Linked DNA regions of Mus musculus: all the other regions are linked to region 2. The links are chromatin contacts, called in public HiChIP or PLAC-seq and Micro-C maps. All regions are on one chromosome and are shown on one strand. The core of a region is the stretch at or near the end of the contact, and the rest is flanking DNA. Distances in the headings are between cores, read along the strand shown. Region 1 overlaps Sbf2 (SET binding factor 2). Region 2 has its middle 42 kb from the start of Wee1. Region 3 holds the start of Ipo7 (importin 7).

What was found. A called contact is a pair of places that touch in the nucleus more often than the background predicts. HiChIP or PLAC-seq counts read pairs in DNA pulled down with a chosen protein or histone mark.
Region 1: a Micro-C map of embryonic fibroblasts shows a contact between it and region 2, with 8 times the contacts expected there. The contact joins two enhancer-like sites. A contact is called at or near these places in 2 of 484 Hi-C or Micro-C datasets (bone marrow-derived macrophages and embryonic fibroblasts) and 7 of 115 datasets of contacts at active chromatin or transcription factors (the 230-238 cell line, T-cell acute lymphoblastic leukemia, acute myeloid leukemia and 4 more).
Region 3: an H3K4me3 HiChIP or PLAC-seq map of the SCID.adh cell line shows a contact between it and region 2, with 19 read pairs. The contact joins the promoter of Ipo7 here to the enhancer-like site in region 2. A contact is called at or near these places in 1 of 15 datasets of contacts at CTCF or cohesin (CD8 T cells), 2 of 484 Hi-C or Micro-C datasets (CD4 T cells and embryonic stem cells), 7 of 115 datasets of contacts at active chromatin or transcription factors (the SCID.adh cell line, effector CD8 T cells, embryonic stem cells and 1 more) and 3 of 9 other capture datasets (adipose tissue, liver and pancreatic islet).

Annotation. Positions count from the first base shown.
Region 1 is chr7:110,400,681-110,403,609 of GRCm38.p6, reverse strand. The region is part of intron 16 of Sbf2 (SET binding factor 2); the gene reads left to right. Among named protein-coding and RNA genes, the nearest start is that of Gm32861, 110 kb to the right of the region's middle. Within about 2 kb of position 1,374, at least 19 of the 459 cell types and tissues checked have an H3K27ac peak or open chromatin away from gene starts, as enhancers often do. A contact at or near this core is called in embryonic fibroblasts, where this site is marked.
Region 2 is chr7:110,162,996-110,165,695 of GRCm38.p6, reverse strand. No RefSeq gene overlaps it. Among named protein-coding and RNA genes, the nearest start is that of Wee1, 42 kb to the right of the region's middle. RefSeq lists an enhancer at 1-2,700. Within about 2 kb of position 1,400, at least 301 of the 459 cell types and tissues checked have an H3K27ac peak or open chromatin away from gene starts, as enhancers often do. A contact at or near this core is called in CD8 T cells, the SCID.adh cell line, adipose tissue and 5 more, where this site is marked.
Region 3 is chr7:110,016,980-110,019,987 of GRCm38.p6, reverse strand. Ipo7 (importin 7) reads right to left here and starts at 1,673. Exons shown (of 25, transcript NM_181517.5): 1 at 1,480-1,673. The coding sequence starts at 1,563.

The DNA.
Region 1 (2,929 bases), core at 125-2,624, 240 kb before region 2:
GTCTCAGCTGCTTGTTGGGCCTCTCAGAGGACAGCCATGCTAGGCTCCTGTCTGTAAGACACATCAGTAATAGCGGAACCTCCACTTGAGAAGATGATCCCAAGTTGGGCTGGCCACTGCACCACCTTTCCCTCAGTCTCTTCTCCATTTTTGGCCCTGCAGTTCTTTTAAACAGGAACAATTCTGGATCAGAGTTTTTGTCTATGGGATGGCAACCCCATCACCACTTGATGCTATGTCTTTCTACCAGAGGTGGACTCTAAAATAAGTTCCCTCTCCCCACTGTCAGGCATCTCACCTGAGGTCCCTCCCTTTGTGTCCTGAGAGTCTCTCACCTCCCAGGTCTCTGGTACTTTCTAGAGAGTCCCCCTACTGTCACCCCTGAGGTTACACATTTTCATTCATTCTGCTAGCCTTCAAACCTTCTCTCCTGCCCCCCCATACCTGATCAGATAATTCACCGCTATTTTATATTTCATTTTTTCCTAAGCTACCTAGTCTAAGTTCTATAGTTAGCTCCATTAATGTACAATACCTTTGATTTTCATTTTTAAATGTTTAAATATAACAATTTTAAGAGATTCCAAAGTTTTATGAAATAGGACGGCTGGCCAAAACAGTTAAAAAGTATGCAGGATAAAAGTACTAAGTGCTTAGAGATGAATGGCAATTAAGATTACAAGGCTCACTTTCCAATTGTAGCAGAATAATTAAAGGTAAATTACATATTGAAGTTGAGAGTAAAGCATAAGTGTGCTAGTCCTTGCAAGTTCATGAATTGCCTGGTACATTTGTAACTGCAAGCCTGTTATGTTGCCACAGCACAGGGGACTCCAGAATGTGCTTTTGGGAACTGATTCCCAATAGATAACTGCACTGTTCTGGAATGCAATCGCTGTGTCAATAGCTGTAGCCTTATTGTTTTAGAAGTTTTCCATCTTTACCCTAATTAATGTCTCTAACGTGATTTGCGAGGAATTTTATATTTATATTTTGCAATCAGTGTTTGACTGGCAAAAAGTTTTTAGACATTCGCTACAATGTGTAAACATTTTGTAAAATAATAAATAGCTCTTCCTAATCTAAATGTTTTATGGTTGCTGGGCCTCTGCTAATTGGTCATGGATTGAAATCCACTGTTCTTTAATTTTTTAATTTGTGGGAAGTTTTTATAAATGAATGTGTAGAGCTTCATATCACAGCTGTTGTCACTTAAAGTTTGGACAGCATCATTACAAATGAAGGCCTGCTGTGAAGTCAAAGTCAAAAGGCATCTTGGCATCCCAACCATTTCCTTGGGAGAAGATTACAGCTCAAGTCTGTTGAACTTTATTGCCTTGGGCCTCATGACAGTCTTCAGAAACATGCAAAGCATTTCTGTTAAAGAAATTCAGATGTGCTGGGACATAGATGACATTCTTGAACATAGCAGTGTCCTAAGGGGGTAAAGAATAGTCAAGCGGGAAAAGATAAACAGTTTTTGCTCTGTCCCTGGATTATTTTATAAGATTTATGGAAATGATGGAGGCCTACATGATACCATATAGGAAAAAGGCGCAGGGTTCTCTATGTGGCCTGACCATATCTTAAGATAAAATCTAAATGTGATTCCAGCATAATGACTTAGCTTCAAAATCATCTTCCTGTTTGTGTGGGGTAGGTGTTAGGGTACAAGGCCCTGTGGATGCAAGGTAAGCACTGAAGTCATCTTTCATTCAGTTGGTTTTATTATTCACAGAGATTGTCTCTCTTCTTCTCCACTCCTGTCTCCTGGCATGTGTGTGCCTGAAAGAAAGACATAACTAAAATAGTTCCAGCACTTAACCCCATTTATAGCTGAAACTCTTTTTAATCTAAAGCCAAAGATCATTTGGTCCAATTTAATATCTATACAACAGGTATCCAGATTCCAGCACAAATCCTCATAGAGCTAGCATAAACAACATGGCTGCCCTCATGTCTTTGCCTTTTTATTTCTGGATCTTCATGTGTGGAGGGGAGGGGGTGTATGTGGGGATGGGCTGAAGCTAGGATCCATGTCTAGGAGAAAACATGTGCTATTTGTCTCTCTGCATCTGTGTCATCTCACTTAATATTTTTCAGTTCCATCAATTTTCTTGCAAATTTCATAATTTTATTTTTCCTCATGGCCAAATTGTGTGTGTGTGTGTGTGTGTGTGTGTGTGACCATTTTAGGCTAATTACTTTTCTTTATTGTTGAGAACAGAGTAGTGATAAATTTGCAAGTGTCTGTGGGTATGGAATACTTTGGGTATAAACCTAGGAGTATAGCTAAGTCTTAATGGTAGTTCTGTTCTTTGTTCTGTTTTGAGAAACCTGGAGGCTGATTTCCATAGTGGTTTACTAGTTTACATTTAATAATGGTGTCTCTTTCCCTGCATCCTTTCCAGGATCCTTTCCGGCATTTGTTATTTACTTGATAATAACCATTTTAACTAGGATGAGATGGAATCTCAAGTTTTAATTTGCATTTTTCTAATGGCTGTGGATGTTGAATACTTTTTAAAATACTTCATATGTTTGTTTCTTTTATCTATGTGTATGTCTGAACATCAGAACAGGGTATTGAGTCCCATGGCACTACAGTTATAGCCAATTGTTAAGCCTCCATGTGGTTGCTGGGAATTGAACTCAGAACCTCTGGAAGAGCAGCCAGTGCTCTTAACTGCTGAGCCATCTCTCCAGCACCTACCCCCCAATGTCTTAACCCATCTTTTGTAAACTGTCTCTTCTGATCCTTGCTCTGTTTGAGAGTTTGGTTTTGGTATTTTAATTATTCTGGTTATCTATACAGTCTAAATATGAACCTCCTGTCCAAAATAAGGCTGGCAAAAGTTTTCTACTGTCCTATGGACAGTTCATTTTTCTGATCGTTTTCTTTCCTATTAAAACTTCTAAATTTCATGTA
Region 2 (2,700 bases), core at 151-2,650:
AGCCATTTGTTCCGAGCCCTGGACCCACAAACTAAACTTAAGAACTCTTTGGTAATCAGAAAAACTACTGGACTTCCTTCCAAAAACACTGCACGTCTGCCTAAAAGTTGAAACAGCTCACCCAGTTTCATGAATAACCCTGGATCCTAAAATGTTCTACTTGAGTCAACCCCCAGGTTAAGGACCCCTGGTAGGCTTGAATAAACACATCTTATAACACATGCTGCCTTCAAAGCCTGTTTACAGACGGTGATAAATAAGAAAATAAATAAATAGGAATTCATTGAAAAGAACTACTGCCTTCAAAGACTAGTTAAGTCTGTTTACTAGAGGTGGTATACCTGGGCAGGGTTGGGAAAGGTGATTAGTGAGTCCTTTAGTCCAACAAGCAGTATCCTAGATCCGGGGCTCAAGAGCTTCAAGGCCAGAGAGACAATGGGACTTTGAGGGATTTGTTCTGAAACAGGATTCACTGTAACTCAGGATAGCCTCAGATTCTCTATGTAGCAGAGGCTGGTCTTGACGTTTTGTTTCACCAAACGCTGCAACCACCGTCAAGCTTACCTGTCTCTAAATTGTGGTCTTGGATTGATTCTGACTGAATTTCCCAGACGCGGGTTGTCAGGGCATGATCAAGGGAAACCCAGGCCACAGGTGCAGTCCCTGGGTCACCCAGGAAGAGCTTGCGGAATGTCCTGTCTGTGAGTGCCCTCTGCTGGGAACGCTCGGTCCCGCTACGGGACTGCGGCTGCGCACTGGCACCACGGGGCGGCGCAGACTTCTTGGGTGTAGTGCATAACCCAGCGGACTGCCTAGCCTCGGTAACTCCAGTAATGCTCTCTAATATTGTTCATCGTGCCTTCCCTCCGACCCCTCAGACCCTCTGCTTCTCATCATGACTTTGACCACCAAACCGTACTCTAGGCTCCTAAGGCTAGTCGTAGAAACATCGGAGCACCCGTTGCATATATGAAACATGTTTCTCACGACTGAACCGAGTGTTTCGATTATAATTCCAAGGCAGAAAAGGATGCAGGCACGTCGCGGCAAAGAGAAAATGGACACCTGGGTGGTGAGGAAAAAACGGGAGCGCCCAGAGTCTAGCTCCGCACAGCGACCTCACAGTGTTAAGTGCCCGGTACCCTGGATTTAGCAGGGCCAGCCCACTCTGCAGCAAAATTAAGCAAAGCCAATTCCTCCCTGTGTTGGAGAGTTGGCACCAGTGACGCTCTAGACTTGAGCAAAAGGACGCCTGCTAAAGCGTTGATCAGGGTTGGGGCCCTTGCCTAGCAAGCATGGGGCTCTGGGTTCCTAAGAAAACTGAGCCCAGGATGTGAGCCACGTGGTGGCTTTTGTCCGGTCTTCCCGGGACCACGGGCGCCAGCAGGGGGCGAGACGTTCCTTTTAACCCCGCTCAATTGAAGTTAAAAATAGAAGCTGAGTTCAACTGAAAAGCATGAGACAGCAAACGTAGAGAAACTTGATCAGGCCGATATGAAGTAACATTTCCAAATACGGCAGTAAGGGCATGAGACAGAGCAAACGTGGAGAAACTTGATCAGGTCGATATGAAGTAACATTTCCAAATACCTCAGTAAGGTAAGCAGCTTCGGCAGGAGCGCTGCTCTAGGAAGTGAATGAAAACTTCGAGGTGTAAAAAATGTTAAGTTCCAAGTCAGACATCAAATGAACTTTCAGGGATTAAAATGGTAAATGTTTTAAAGACAAAGACACGCAATATCAATTAGAGTAAACGTTTTATCTGTGGATAAATATTGGAATTCTCCAGCTTTAAATAACAAAATATTACAAGGGAATTCAAAACCATGAACACTAAACAGAGTTTTAAAAAGTAATAATAATAGCCTGAGAAAAACTGTCTCCAACAAAATTCAAGCTGAGAGTATCTCAAATGAATAAAACTTTATACAGAAAAACAAACCAGAACTGGGTGGTAGTAGCACGTGCCCTTACAGTCAGCACTTGGGAGTCAGTCACCTTTCTGAGTTCGAGGCCACCCTGTTCTACAGAGTAAGTTCCAGGACAGCCAGGACTACACAGAGAAACCCTGTGTAAAACAAAACAAACAAACAAAAAAAAACTCACAACCAAACAACCCCCCCCCCGCCAGCCTCCTACATAAAACAGATATATTGGTGATAGCCTGTAATCTAGCACCTCAAAATCAGAGAATGTGAGTTTGAGGCTAGCCTGAACTGCACAACAAGACTCTGTCTCAAAAGAAAACAAACAACAAACAAAAACAAAAAAGAAAAAAAAAAACGCTAACAAATCTAATAAGATGGGTGGGTAGCACCGCCCATCTGAGAGGTAGGGCAGGTAATTAGGAGTTCAAAACTGCCACTTTTTCTCCCCTCCTGTATTTTTATTTATGTGTATATGTGTACACCATGTGCATGCAGTGCCCACCAAAGGCAGGAGAGGGCGTTAGAGTCCTCTGAGACCAGAGTTACAGATGGTTGTGCGTTACCAAGTGAGCCCTGGGAATTGAACCTGGGTCATAGGGAAAACTGAGCCGCCAGTGCTCTTAGCAACTGAATCAGCTCTCTAGCCCCTAACGATATGATAATTTTAAAAACAGACTCTTGAGCTATATAGGCCAGAATAGGGCACTGGATTCCCTGGAACTGGAGTTGCAAACAGTTGTTAACTGAGTGTTCTTAACTACTTAGCTTAATT
Region 3 (3,008 bases), core at 424-2,923, 150 kb after region 2:
TTCAGTATACTATGATCCTTCAGCATGGTCTCATTTACATATAAATGACCTTTTCATTGTGAAATAATTTATTTGAACTGTGGGTGGTCTTGGATAACTGTAAATTCCTTGAAGGCAGGGTTATCTTTACTGCATGGTAAACTTGAGATGCTCAATTAATAGTCTCCCTGATGTTTCCTCTAAGTCAATGCTTTAAGATTTCTTTTCTTTTCTTTTTTGTTTTTTAAGAGACAGGGTTTCTCTGTATAGTTCTGGCTGTCCTGGAACTCACTTTGTAGAGCAGGCTGGCCTGGAACTCAGAAATACTCCTGCCTCTTCCTCCCAAGCGCCGGGATTAAAGGCGTGCACCACCACCGCTCGGCTAAGATTTCTTTAAACAAGGGTTTCTTTTTGCATTAAAAAAAAAAAAAGATACTTATATGTGTGTATAAAGCGTGCATATACAATTTAGTATTTGTGTATATGCAGTATACATATATATGTATATGAACACACACACACCAAAACACTGAGACTCAAAGAGACCTTACAGAGGCCTTTTTATAAACCTATTAAATTCTTACTAATATATAAAATAGCCAAGTTCAGAAAAAAAGAACGCTGATGAAATCAGTACAATAGAATATCAATATAACAGTTTTCCAAGGGGCACTGCCCAAAACACGTGGAAGAGAAACCAACTCTCCACTAATGTTGCATATGAAAGCTCTATAGGCTCTAGATTATCTCACTTGACCATCACAGCAACCGTACGGCCTAATTTCATGAATGAGTACAACTCAGGATCTGGAGGTGAGACTTGCCCAAGGTCACTCACTCCAGAAATCATTGAGGCTGCTATACCTAGAAGGTCGCACTTTATCTGACCCGTTCCACTACATCATCCCGCCTCCCAACTGTGGTACTAGGACAGTACCAGAGCGGGGATCGCACAGTGTAACCCACACTACCCCTGCCCTACCAGATCTGAAATCTGTCCCTAGCACCTCGCCGGCGAGAAGAAAGTTGTACCGGACAGGCAGGTCACTGATCCGCCAAGAGCACACACAAGGCTGTCAGGCGCAGCCCCCAGTGGACTAGCTAGCCTCCCCAGGAACCCCGGCCGACCGGGCGCCGGAAAGACTGGTCTGGGACACATCTCTACACCCTCCCAGTTTGTCTCGCCCCCTCCCGAGAGCAAACTGGGAGACAGCCAGAGGGCGGCGGGCCACGGGAGCCGGCCATGTGTCCAGACCGTCACGCCCGCCTAGCTCGGCCGGCTCCACACGCCCAGACCCGGGCCAGAGGCCCACTCGGAAGCCGACCGAGTGGCGGCCTGGACGCCGCGTCCCCACAGTGGAGCCTGGCACGGCGGTCAGATCTCCGCCCAACCTCTCCAAATGGGCTCGTCGGAGCTGTGCTCCGCGTCTCCAGCCAGGCCTGGAAGTCTTGGCCTGCCGGCCCACAAGCCCGCAGCAGCCGCTAGCCGGCCGTCCTTACTTCATTGAGCTGGCGCTCAGCGGCCTCGCGCAGGGCTGGGTCCATGGTGCCCCGGAGGGCCTCGATGATGGTGTTGGGATCCATCGCCGCGCGGTCGGTCAGACCCGGGACACCGGTGCTACTGAGGCAGAAATAGCGCCACTCACTGCGCACATGGACCGGCCGCGCTCCGCAGCGGCAACCGGCGCGAAAGGAAAGAGAAGCGCCAAGGCCCCGGATAGAACCTTCTCGCCTCGGCGTGGAGGCGGGAGATGCTCCGGCCACTTCCTGTCAAGTCTCCGGCGGAGCACCCTGGGAAATGTAGTCCCCAAACGCGGACACGGCCCACGTGGCTGGCTCCCACTGTAGTCAGTGAAAGGGACAACGTTCAAACGCCACAAAGAGAAAAGTAAAATAGTTACAAAATTTTATATGATATCCCTAGAGAATCTCAAGAAGTGTGTGATGCAATACGTTGTTACTAACTGTATAATTAAAAGAAATTTCTGTTTTGTTTTTGTTTTGTTTTTTGGTTTTTTGAGACAGGGTTTCTCTGTATAGCTCTGGCTGTCCTGGAACTCACTTTGTAGACCAGGCTGGCCTCGAACTCAGAAATCCGCCTGCCTCTACCTCCCAAGTGCTGGGAGAGTGCTGGGATTAAAGATATGCGCCACCACGCCCAGCTCTGTTTTGTTTTTTGAGACAGGCTTTTGACCTGAACTTGTTGCAATACCACTGCCTGAGCCTCCCAGATGGAACTTTCTCAACAATGATTTGAGATGAGTTTCTAAATGCCATAAAAACTGCTCCACTTTGATTCATTAATCTCATTTTGTAAGACTTTATCCTATATATTGAAGTTGTGCCTTATTAATGAGTGTTCAAATCTCAGCTACGTCATTATATAAATTATTTCTAAATTCAGAATAAATGCATAATGTCCATTAAAACTCCCTGTGTATGGATATTTAAACCTCTAATTCAGTAGTTCTCATCTTGTGGGTCTGTGGATCGTGACCCCTTTGTTGAATATCAGCTATCCTCTGCATATCAGATATTTACAGTATAATTCATAGCAGTAGCAAAATTGCAGTTATAAAGTAGCAATGAAAATGCTACTATCATGGTTGGGAATCATCATAATATAAGTAACTATATTGAAGGATTGCAGCAGTGAAAATATTGAGAACTACTGTCATACATCTCAAATCATTTTACCTTTAGAAATCAAATCAATTTTCAATTAGAATCTAAGGGAAGCTATATACTGAGCTTCAGGCAGGCCTGAGCTACAATGTTTGAACCTGTCTCACAAAGGAGCAACAGGGAGCTGTAGAAATGACTCAGTGGTTAGGACCTTATGTTCTTGAAGAAAGCAGGAATTCAGTTCTCTGTGTACAACATACTGTCCTTAAATTTGTAATCCTGCTCCACCCCACAAGTGCTGTACTACCATACTTGATTATAAATTCTCATGAAATAAGAATATTTTGGCCGGGCGTGGTGGCGCATGCCTTTAATCCCAGCACTTGGAAGGCAGAGGCAGGTGA